Linked DNA regions of Capsicum annuum: regions 2 and 3 are each linked to region 1. A link is a contact called in public Hi-C data. All regions are on one chromosome and are shown on one strand. Each heading gives the region's core, a stretch centred on a gene start, on an enhancer-like site or on the middle of the called end of the contact. The rest is flanking DNA. Distances are from core to core; before and after follow the strand shown.

Region 1 (3,468 bases), core at 25-2,524:
TCGCGGGTGCTTGTGAGATTTGAACACACATATTGACGCCCAAAGCTTTAAGGTTCCGCTTGAAAATCAAAGCACCCGTCTATCTTCTTGGTTTCCTGGATTCCTGGGTGTTTTTTAGAAGCTTATACCAATTTTTATACCTTTTTTTATATAATTATACCTAGTTTGCATCGGATTTAATGGGTGCCGGATCACCAAGCAAATGCATATATGTCTGCCCCTAGATTACACTTCCATTACTAGTTATGTGCAAATTTTTACCTATCAATTTATGTGATAAAATAGGGATAAGAATTGTGTATTAACGGGACATAAAAATCTTGGCAATCCCTACATAACAACTGATGCAATATCTGAAATTATATAACAGTCCATTCACTACTCCATCTGTTCCTGTTCCTTTTTACTTTGTCACATTTAGCTTTTCAAAAATCGAAAGTTAAACTACATGAATTTGACCAACATTTTAAAACGTATTTCTTAATCATATTAATATGAGAATGGTTGCAACTTAATACAGCATTTTTTCATATAGTTTTCGAATATTTAAATTTAAAATTTAAAATACTGAGTTATTCTAATCAATTCATGCGTTTATAATCACCCGCAATGGTGACCGAGTTGATTGAGCAGGGATCTCCCCAACGGGGAACAAAACTACTACATACTAAGTTAATATTAAATCTATCTGAATTTCAACAATAACTCAACACATAAAGTACAAATTGTAAACAATTCATTTAATTAATTATGCATTGTACCTTAGGTTCTCCATCAATATAGATCTCAGATCCATCTCTATAAGTAAGAATGGAGCGTCCATTAAGTGGATTAAACCTAATAGGAAGACCTCGACCCGAATCCGGTTTAAATGCATAAACCGATTTGAACCCGTATTTATCCAGAATATCACGAACCTCCAGCTGATCCTGATCCCATCCACCTAACGATGACGTAAATTCGTCGATCGGACCTTTCCCTTGCTTATACAAATGGACTTTCACCTCCGGTACCTTGGTCCGAACCGACTTAGTTCGGGTTGGAGGAACCGGGTCGGGTTTCGGGTTCGGTAAAAGTGGAGATGCCTCGTCGGAGCCGGTGGATGCTTCTTCGATCTCTCCCATCGGAGTTGAGTGGCCGGCGATAATCGAGAAAGGAAGAAGGGAAAGAACACCGTGGGGGTACGGTTGGAGGGGACGGGGGGGAGGGGAGAGGCGTTAATTAAAAGGATTTTGGAGTTCGTTTTTTTTTCAAGTATTTCACACAATTTGACTAATTTTTAAAATTAAATTAGGTTTTAAAATTTTTAAATTAAAATTTAATTATTAAAAAATTTTACATAAACTATTATAAGTTGTATTTTTTTAATTTACTTAAAAAACATATTTTAAAATATTGATTAACATTTAAAGCAGGCTTTAATATATAAATTTTGTCTTAAATAATGGCTTAAGTCATCGACAAGTACTTAAAGTTGTCCCGAAAATTCATTTAGACCCTTCAACTAAAGTCTATGCCTATCAGGCCCCTAACCTACCCGAATTTTGATTCAATCGGGTCTTTTTTGCCTATATGGCACCCCGTGTGCTATGTACTCGCGAGGGGCGCATAAGGAGGAAAAATGCAGTCCATATGGCAAAAGTTAACGTTAAATAACGTTACTTTGTCATCCCCTTTACTTTCTCTTTTTATTTAACCTAATTTCTTCATTTTTTCTTTCATTCCTCTCCTCCATAGCTCAATTCTCTCTCAATTTCTCTCATCTCACTCTCAAATTTATCTCATAATTTCTCTTAAATCATTTTTTCTCTCATTTTTTATAAGAATGTCGCAAAATTATGTTGAGTTACCCGATTTGTGAACTATTCTGAATTTTGTCTTTTAAGAACTTCAAGGACTCCATCAAATTCAGGTCGTAGATTTTTTGGATGTAAAGTTCCAAAGGTTTTTATCATTTTCACAGATTTTAATTTTATTTTTTTGGTGATTTTTTTATTATTCTACTGTTTTTGCATTTTAGAAAAATGATGGATGTGGGTAATTTAGATGGATTGATCTAAAACCTTCAATTTTTGTGCATCAATATACTGAGATGGAATCGATCTTAATGATTAGGTGCAAAGATGGTGAAAATTTGTGTGATCGATTGAAGCAAAAGCTCAAAGACGTTGAATAAGAGAGAGACATTTTGTGTGAGAAATTAAAAAGATAGTGAAGAGAAGTTGATTGCAGTGAGGCAAAAACTCAAAAAAGTTAAAGTTGAAAAGGAATGTGTTAAGCTCAAATTGAATAGACTTGTTCTGCTTTTTCTCATTGTTCTTACTGTAAAGTGGTTCCTTAATATGGAGTAAGGTTGTAGTTAAGTTTGCCTATTGAATAGGCAATTGGATATTGTAATGGATTTGTAATCGTTAGTTTGTAGTAGTTATTTGGTTAGTTTAGTTTGTAATGAATTTGTAAGAGTTAGTTTGCAGTAGTTGTTTGGTTAGTTTGCATCATTTTGACATGTTTAATGTGAATGAATTGACATGTTTTGTATGACAATCACATTGTCAATTACTTTGTGTCTAGTTGTGCAACTACTGAAGGTATAACCATATAGCCTATTTGTAACTACTGAAGGTATTGCTAAAAATGAACTAAAATATTAGAAGCAGCACATCATATTAAAAGGGCTCAAAATTGAGCTAAAAAGTGCAAGAAGCAGCATATCATATTAAAATTGTTCAAAGTTGAGCTATAAACTGCATACATAATAAATAAGGTGTTCAAAAAAAGTTCAACATTGAGCATAATAGTTCTACTGTAGCGTACCCCAAAGTCATTAATTATTACCTAAGAAAAAGTTGTTTAAAAATTAGTAACACATTTTCATACAATACTCTTGTCCAAGTGAACAATAAATGTGTAACCCCCATCCCCAATTTCAAAATTATTAACTCCATTCCATAGTACTCTACACCTATTTGAATATTTCTTGTTATCTTCTAAAATTGTTCTTGCCATAGGTGCAGTATCTGAAATCCATGTTTTTGCAAATCTGATCATATCTATATGTCTATTCATCATTTTATGTCTGATATCCTTTAACATTGTGATTATGGACTTATGTCTAGCAGCTAAGATATAAGAATTAAAAGTATCACACATATTATTTTCTACAATATCACATTTAGAATGTGTTTTGAAATATGTCCTACACCAAGAAGAAGGAGGATTAACCAACATATCCTCAGTTATTTATTTCTTAAGTAGCCTTGACATTGCTTACATCTCCTCTCTAAACTTTACTTCAAAGCTTACTTTTGCACATCTTCAAAACTATTTTCTTCTTTCTTCTCCTCTTCAGTGCAAATGCAAATTGCTCCAAATATGTCTAGCACATATTCTTCTCTCTGAATTTGGTAACAGATTCATCAAAACAGTAACAAGACCCTATAATAAGTATAAGTATGATTAAAACAGAAA
Region 2 (3,872 bases), core at 667-3,166, 130 kb before region 1:
TAAATGAGCTAAATTTGATTTTAAAAAAATTTGAAAAATCTAAAAATAAATATAACACTATTAGAATAAGAAAAAATTAAGAAGTTTTAGATTTTTAAATATTTTAAGTACATAATAGAATGTAATCAACAAATTTGTAAAGATTTGACTTTTAAAATAAGGAACAATTATATTTGTAAAGTTTAAATTGATGCGTCTCTCTTATCATGTGGCAACAAGGGAAAAAGGTATACAAATGTAAAAGTGATACCATCAACCATTTGGAATTGGAAGACAAATATGTGTATATATTTATATTTACATTATTGCATTAAAGTGTGAAAGATTTTTTAAAAGTAATTTGCACTTTTACACTTTATTAAAAATCCCCGCAATAGATAAAATTATTTAATTTTAAATAATCAAATGTTACACGTACGAGGCACGTGCGACTAAACTAGTATACACACACACATATATACACACACATATATATATACACACACATACATACATACATATATATATTATGTCGGTTTGATTTTGGTTTGGTTTGACTTTTTTTTGGTTAATACCAAACCAAACCAAGAATGGTCATTTTTTTTTTCAAACGCCAAACCAACCAAACCAAACCATAAGTCAGTTTTTTTTCTCGGTTTGATTTGGTTCTTCAATTTGATTTGACTTGACGGTTTGATCTGTACACCCTACCCACCACAATTGACGTCAATATAGGGCATAATTGGGTAAGGATGAAATTTTTTAATTAACTTGTAATTAAAGTCTAAATAAGAAAGCAAAAATGATAATCACACTCATCGACTTTATCTTACAAAATAACCATAATATCTTTACTTTTAAATTTATTGATACTAATCTAACATGTGGAAATCATCTCTTATTACACAGAGAAAAATCTTTCCTCTGATCCGCAACATCAATCATCTTTGCATAATACTTTCATCATCTCAATTTATCTCAAAATAATTATAGCTTTAAAATATTCAAGTAAAAGATAGTAATTTCTCTAATTCAAAATAAATAAATGTTTGGAGTGTGACACACCCTTTAAGAAAGTTATTGAATGCTTGTCAAATATTAAAAATTAATTATGTCTTGAACTTTTAAGATGCCGACTACATTTTTTCTATTTATTTTTACCTGTTCAGTATTGACTTGACATAGCTTCTACACAACAAAAATAGAATGACAGTTTTACTAAACCACTCTTTGAATATAATAAATTAAATGTTTGAAAATGTATCGAGAAATAACTATAGCTAATTTAAGAATAATTACAAAATTAATAGATAAATTATTTCTTGATTTTCTAAAAAAGTGAACTTAATTTTTGATATATTAAAAAGGTAAAAACAGAGAGTATTTTGAATCAATTATTTTTAACAAGTACAACACAATTAAATTGGACGAGAGAGATATGGACTATCTTTCTTATCATCAACGGATGTGGTGTAGTGAATGAGACTCCTTTCTTAACCAGTTTCAGATTCGAACCCCGAGTTCGAAAAAATTCTTGGTAGGAAACACTACCTCGAATAAGACTTATGAAAAAATTCTTGATAGAAAACGCTACCCTGAATAGGCCTTTCAATGATACTTCTACATTCTGCGGACTATATAAAGAGGGTGAAAAAGTAGAGCTCACTACTCTTTAAATTATTTCCTAATCATAAAAGGCCTACTCCTTTAACTAAGATCTGTCTCATCGTTACATCTAGAAGTAGCAGTAACATATATAACAAATTAAATACTTAACAAAAACAATTAATAAAGAATTGACTCTTCTAATAAAATTGGCCAAGAGATCCCCACCGCTTGATATATACACGTTGACAGAACTTTCATCTTTTCATATATTTAATAGTTTATATTTAATAGTAACAAAAGAAGATAGGTTGGCAGTGGAGGTTGGAGTAGTATTTATAACCCACATCCATGCACACAATTTTAGGGAAAACGCATTAAACACTTCTAAACCGCAACTATTTTAGTTTCTCCCAAATATGGCTTCTCATAATGTTTTAGGTGATGAAGAAAGCCAGCTTTCTGGTGGGACTAATAGAGTTCAACCTTACTCTACTACAGCAAAAAAGTAAGTGAAACTAATTTCTTGTTTGATTTATTTTCCTTTAATTTGTCCTAGCTAATTATGTGTACTCGTATTAGCAGGGCTATTGATGATGATGAGGAAAAGAAGCAAACTTCTCTCTCACTGTCTCAAAGGCTGGGCATTCCTGACTTCTTTTCTTTGGATGTTAGTAATACATTTCATCACTAATAGCCTTGAGAATAAATAATTCGACGATTGCCATGAGTGCATAAAAAATGATACTTTTTTTTTGTGTGTGTGATACAGGTATGGCGAGCATCAATGGGGGAACTCCTAGGCTCAGCGGTTCTTGTTTTCATGTTGGATACTATAGTGATCTCCACCTTTGAAAGTGACACGAAAATGCCAAATTTGATCATGTCAATTCTCATAGCAGTTGTTGTAACAATCCTACTACTAGCAGTTGTTCCGGTGTCCGGAGGCCATATCAACCCCGTTATCTCCTTCTCGGCCGCGCTAGTCGGAATTATATCCATGACAAGAGCCATAATTTACATCCTGGCACAATGCCTTGGTGCTGTTTTAGGTGCACTAGCTCTCAAAGCAGTGGTTAGCTCTACTATTGCGCAAACTTTCTCACTTGGTGGTTGCACCATCACAGTTATTGCACCGGGCCCAAATGGACCCATCACAGTGGGCCTAGAGACGGCCCAAGCCTTGTGGTTAGAGATCTTTTGTACATTTGTTTTTCTCTTTGCTTCAATTTGGATGGCTTATGATCATCGACAAGCTAAGGCTCTTGGCCATGTCACTGTATTGTCTATTGTTGGTCTAGTTTTAGGTCTTCTAGTGTTTATCTCGACCACGGTCACCGCGAAAAAGGGCTACGCCGGGGCCGGGATGAATCCGGCTAGGTGTTTCGGGGCAGCTATTGTTAGAGGAGGTCACCTTTGGGATGGACATTGGATCTTTTGGGTTGGACCTACTATTGGTTGTGTAGCCTTTTATGTGTACACAAAGATCATTCCACTAAAGCATTTCCAAGGAGAATATGGATTCAAGCATGATTTTCTTGGAGTTGTCAGGGCTTTGTCTAGGTCCGATGTATGATGAAATAATAGGCCTATGGTGATATATTGGCGTTGGGCTTCCCTTTCCTTTGTGGGTCCATTCATGGGCTGATAATAAACTAATGTGTAATAGGCCTAGCCTAATAGGACTTGAGCACTAAGTAAATAGAAAATCAGATCATATTTTCCCTACCCCACTACCCACTCTGTGTAAAAGCTTAAACCTATCAATGTTTCAACAAGTTTCTCTTTTTCTCTATCCTATAAGATCTGGGTGTTTTAAATGTCTGTCTTTATAGTTAACTATAATCAACTTGTACTTGATCTTGTGATCTAGAAATTAAATTGTTTTAAATAAATATGATCATTTTATAAATACCAACATTTAAATGAAAAAATTAAATAAAATGTCCATTGACTTAAATTTTTTACACTAAAAATAGCACACTTAATCATCTATTACCAAAAATAACCACTCGGTCAATACTATTAATTTAGCCAGTTGGCCAAAGTTCCTTCTTACAATGAAGTATGAGATGCTATAATTACTCAGTCAGGCGGATCCATTTTCAAAACCTTAATTGTTATTTTCATTATATTTACTTTGTTTGTAGGTAATATTAATTTTTTAAAAAGTTTTTGTTCTATTATGAAAGATTTTTATTGAATATAATAAAATGTAGTAGTTATTGATGGATACATACGGTGCTTTTGATGAATGTCATATTGCATATATATATATATATATATCT
Region 3 (3,541 bases), core at 847-3,346, 250 kb after region 1:
ACAACATACTCAATAAGCAAATTGTTGATCTTGTCTTTCACATCTTCAACTGTTTTATTCTTACTTCCACCCCATCGACGTTCAATGATTTCAGCATGTAAAGGAGCTGAAAGGTAACTTTTTTCAGCCCTTTTAATAACCTCAATTCCTTTTGAATCTTTAGGCAGAGAAGAATTTGCTTTTGCTAAAAAGGCAGGAGGAAGTATATCATCAACTACTGCTCTTGCAATGAACAACGCGAGAATGTCGATTGCGTCAGGTATGTCTACAATGAAATCATCAGCAGATTCCAAGAGTTTACTGAAACCTTTGTAGACTTGTTGTGGTTTGATAACTTCAGCATAAAGAGCAGATAATAAAACAGCTGCCATTTCTTTTTCTTTATCATGTCTATCCATAGCCATTGATACTAATTTTTTAATAAAGTAGAAGTCATAACAAGACATCCCAAATTCTCTTAATTCATTGGCTGTGGATGTGATATCATCATTCTGAAAATATTCTTCTACTAATATTATAGCCTTCTTTTTGTATTCTTCAAATGCTGCAACCATATCTTTAGTACTTGTTCTCTCAGTATCCTGAAACAGAAAAGGGCTAACTCAATTCAGTACTTATAGCCCGGTGCACTAAGCTCCTGCTACATGCAGGGTCCAGGGAAGGGCCGGACCGTAAGGGTCTATTGTACGCAGCTTTAGCTTGCATTTCTACAAGAGGCTGTTTCTACATATCGAAACTTGTGTCAAGGCTCCTCTTCGTCAATTTGATGTGTTATTTCTCAAAAATACTAATTTCATGGAACTTTGGAAAATGATAGCTAAGGTACCTCACTACTGGTGTAGTTTGGATCATTGGGATCGATAGCATGGACATCATCGGTATCCATTAATCCACCCCAAGTGCCTTTTCCTCCAGAACCTCCTGTAAATCATAAATGTTATGTGAAGAGTCGGTTGAAAACAGACAGAAATAACTAAAACAGCAGCGGATCTACAATATAAACTTGATAGGTTCAATCTTTACGTTCCTATGACTGAATTCATGGTAGTATTTATTGGAAGTATAAGGTTTCAAATAAAAGGACTATCGCGAAAAGTTCAATTTGATCCAATGTTACTTATTTTCTACCATAGTGTAAACACGATGGTCTAAATAATCTTGTCACGGGAAAAGTGAAAACTATCATGCATGTAATGTGTAACTGAGAAATTTTCAACTTACCTTTCTTTGGACGACCATCTCGTGGAGAATGTGAACTTTTTTTATTTTTAAGTGGACTTCCCCTATCTGAGCCAACCTTGTTGTGACGATCACTGGGAGACCTAGGAGACTTTGGTGATTTCGGGGATTTTGGTGAGCGTGGTGATCTTGGAGATATCTTTAATGGCGATACAGACAATGGATCTGCACTTTCTGAAGCAGATCGGAGTTGTTCTTGATGCTCATTTGATAATTTTCCAGCTGTAAAATCCATCCTCAACAACCAATTTCACCACAGAAATATTCTCAAGTATTTGTACTAATACAAGTAGTAGTAGGATATAGGAAATATCATATCAGGAAAACTATATTCCCACGGTAGAGTTTGTAAATAAGTGATTGTCTGATAACGAGCTAGGAGTATCTGGCTTTCTGCTAAATCAACTTCTTCCAACTCCAAGCAGCAGAAAGTTTTGCGATGTTACACCTGGATCCGTCTATTATAATTTAATCGTTCAAAGATACCTAAAAAAGGGTAAAAGAAATGGAGATCAACCAAGAGATCGATACAAATTGTTGAAATGACGAGTAATATTCTATTTCTTAAAATCCAAATTGATGCATAATTCGAACATAGTGCTACAAGTCCGAATACATTACATCTAAAATTAAAATTATTTATCATGTGAAATAGCAAATGTACCTGAAGCAGGAGATTAGTTGAACCTAGTGAGACAAGTGTCAAACACACTAAAACTAAATGGATTAGCAATAGTTAAAAAAACATCCTCAAATTGTTGGAGTATTAATGTAGTATACAACTTTTTTGGTTATAATAATTGTGTGTTTAGCTTAGAAATAATAATTATGGGATTAGTTAAGACAACAAATTAAGGAGATCTGAAAAAGACTTAATGGAGCGGAAATAGACAGATTACTGAGGTTGCGCCTTTTGAAACGGGAAGTTACGGTCTTATAACTGTCATTCTAACAGAAAAAACTTTGATTATTCTACTTTTCTTTTCTTTTTCTTTTTTATCATAAAGTTTTTTTTCCCATCTAATATTTGACGTCCAACCAACTAGGTTTTCAGGTACAATCGAATAGATAAAAATGGATAACTAGCCACTTTTCAGACAGTGATGAGGAGTATGATGCCATTTCAAAAGTAATTACTCCCTTAGTAGCATATTATGTTACACACTTTTAATTTTAGTTTGTCTCAAAAAAAAAAAAAATGTCACCTTATCTTAGAAATAATTTAGCTTTAAAATTTTTTTTTTATTCTTAATTAAATGATTTATAATCACATAAATATTTAAGAATATTTTAGACTACAAGTTTTAGAAGTTTTTTTTTTCTTAAATATCGTGTCAAATCAAAAAATGTCACATAAAATGAGATGTTGAGAGTAATTCTAGGTACTTTATGATAAGTTGGTAAAAAAATATCCGTAAATTAAACATGAAAAAACCTTTCGAACTCCATAAATTCACGAGGTTTGAAGCTCTAACAAATTCTCACACTATAAAGGTTTAAACCTCGAAACCGCATCAATTGTTAAGTTTGAAGTTATAAAAATTTGAAGAGTGAAATGAATTGTTATTTGGTTTGAACTCGAGGACTCTTTCCTTGAGTTCATGGTTCTATAACTAAGAACTGAAAGACTCTTTCCTCGAGTTTGTAGTTTTATAGCTTAGAATTCAATGATTCCGTCCATGAATTTGAACTCTAAATAATACTTGTGTGAAGCATTTGATAGAAGATAGATAAATGAGGGTGAGTCAAGCAAGTGTGACAAACTTTTAGGCTGACAAGCTTCTGAAGATGAGGTGCACATGACACATAAGTGAATTTCAAATTAAAATGAAAGAGGATAGTGAAAAGCTTTATATGATATAGGAAAAAGATATCATTTTCACCCCATACTATACAAGAAAAGTCTAAGTAACATCTAAATTATATAATTGACCTATTACACACCTTAATTATGTAAAAGTGATATTATTATCTCCCCGCGACCCTCATTCTAAGGCGCGCGTGTTACACTTATTTTAGGTGCGTCTAGCCTATTAAATAACAAAAGTAAACGGCTAAAAACGTTAAGGGAAAAGACATCATTTTCACCCCAAACTATAGTTGAAAAGTCGAATCCACACCTAAGCTATATAAGTGACATATTACACACCTTAACTATAAAAAAGTGATACTTTTTACTGACGTGACAGTGTGTGTAAAATACTACACCACATGCAAGTGGTGGTAGCTTGACAGGGTATAAATAGTTTCACTTTTTTATAGTTTAGGTATGCAATAGGTCACTAGTATAGTTTAGATGTGA

What was found. Hi-C and Micro-C count contacts between places; a contact is called where the count stands out from the background.
Region 2: a Hi-C map of leaf shows a contact between it and region 1, with 2.2 times the contacts expected there. The contact joins the promoter of LOC107855597 here to the promoter of LOC107855595 in region 1. A contact is called at or near these places in 2 of 5 Hi-C or Micro-C datasets (leaf and placenta).
Region 3: a contact with region 1 is called in a Hi-C map of bud, with 4 times the contacts expected there. The contact joins the promoter of LOC107855607 here to the promoter of LOC107855595 in region 1. A contact is called at or near these places in 3 of 5 Hi-C or Micro-C datasets (bud, leaf and placenta).

The regions. Positions count from the first base shown.
Region 1 is chr4:196,097,817-196,101,284 of UCD10Xv1.1, reverse strand. LOC107855595 reads right to left here and starts at 1,274. Exons shown (of 2, transcript XM_016700610.2): 1 at 762-1,274. The coding sequence starts at 1,124.
Region 2 is chr4:196,231,753-196,235,624 of UCD10Xv1.1, reverse strand. It overlaps LOC107855597 (probable aquaporin TIP4-3), which reads left to right and starts at 1,916. Exons shown (of 3, transcript XM_047410904.1): 1 at 1,916-2,092; 2 at 2,170-2,254; 3 at 2,357-3,382. The coding sequence starts at 2,004. The coding sequence ends at 3,160.
Region 3 is chr4:195,848,604-195,852,144 of UCD10Xv1.1, reverse strand. LOC107855607 (MA3 DOMAIN-CONTAINING TRANSLATION REGULATORY FACTOR 2) reads right to left here and starts at 2,096. Exons shown (of 5, transcript XM_016700630.2): 1 at 1,904-2,096; 2 at 1,222-1,725; 3 at 827-921; 4 at 1-581. The coding sequence starts at 1,474.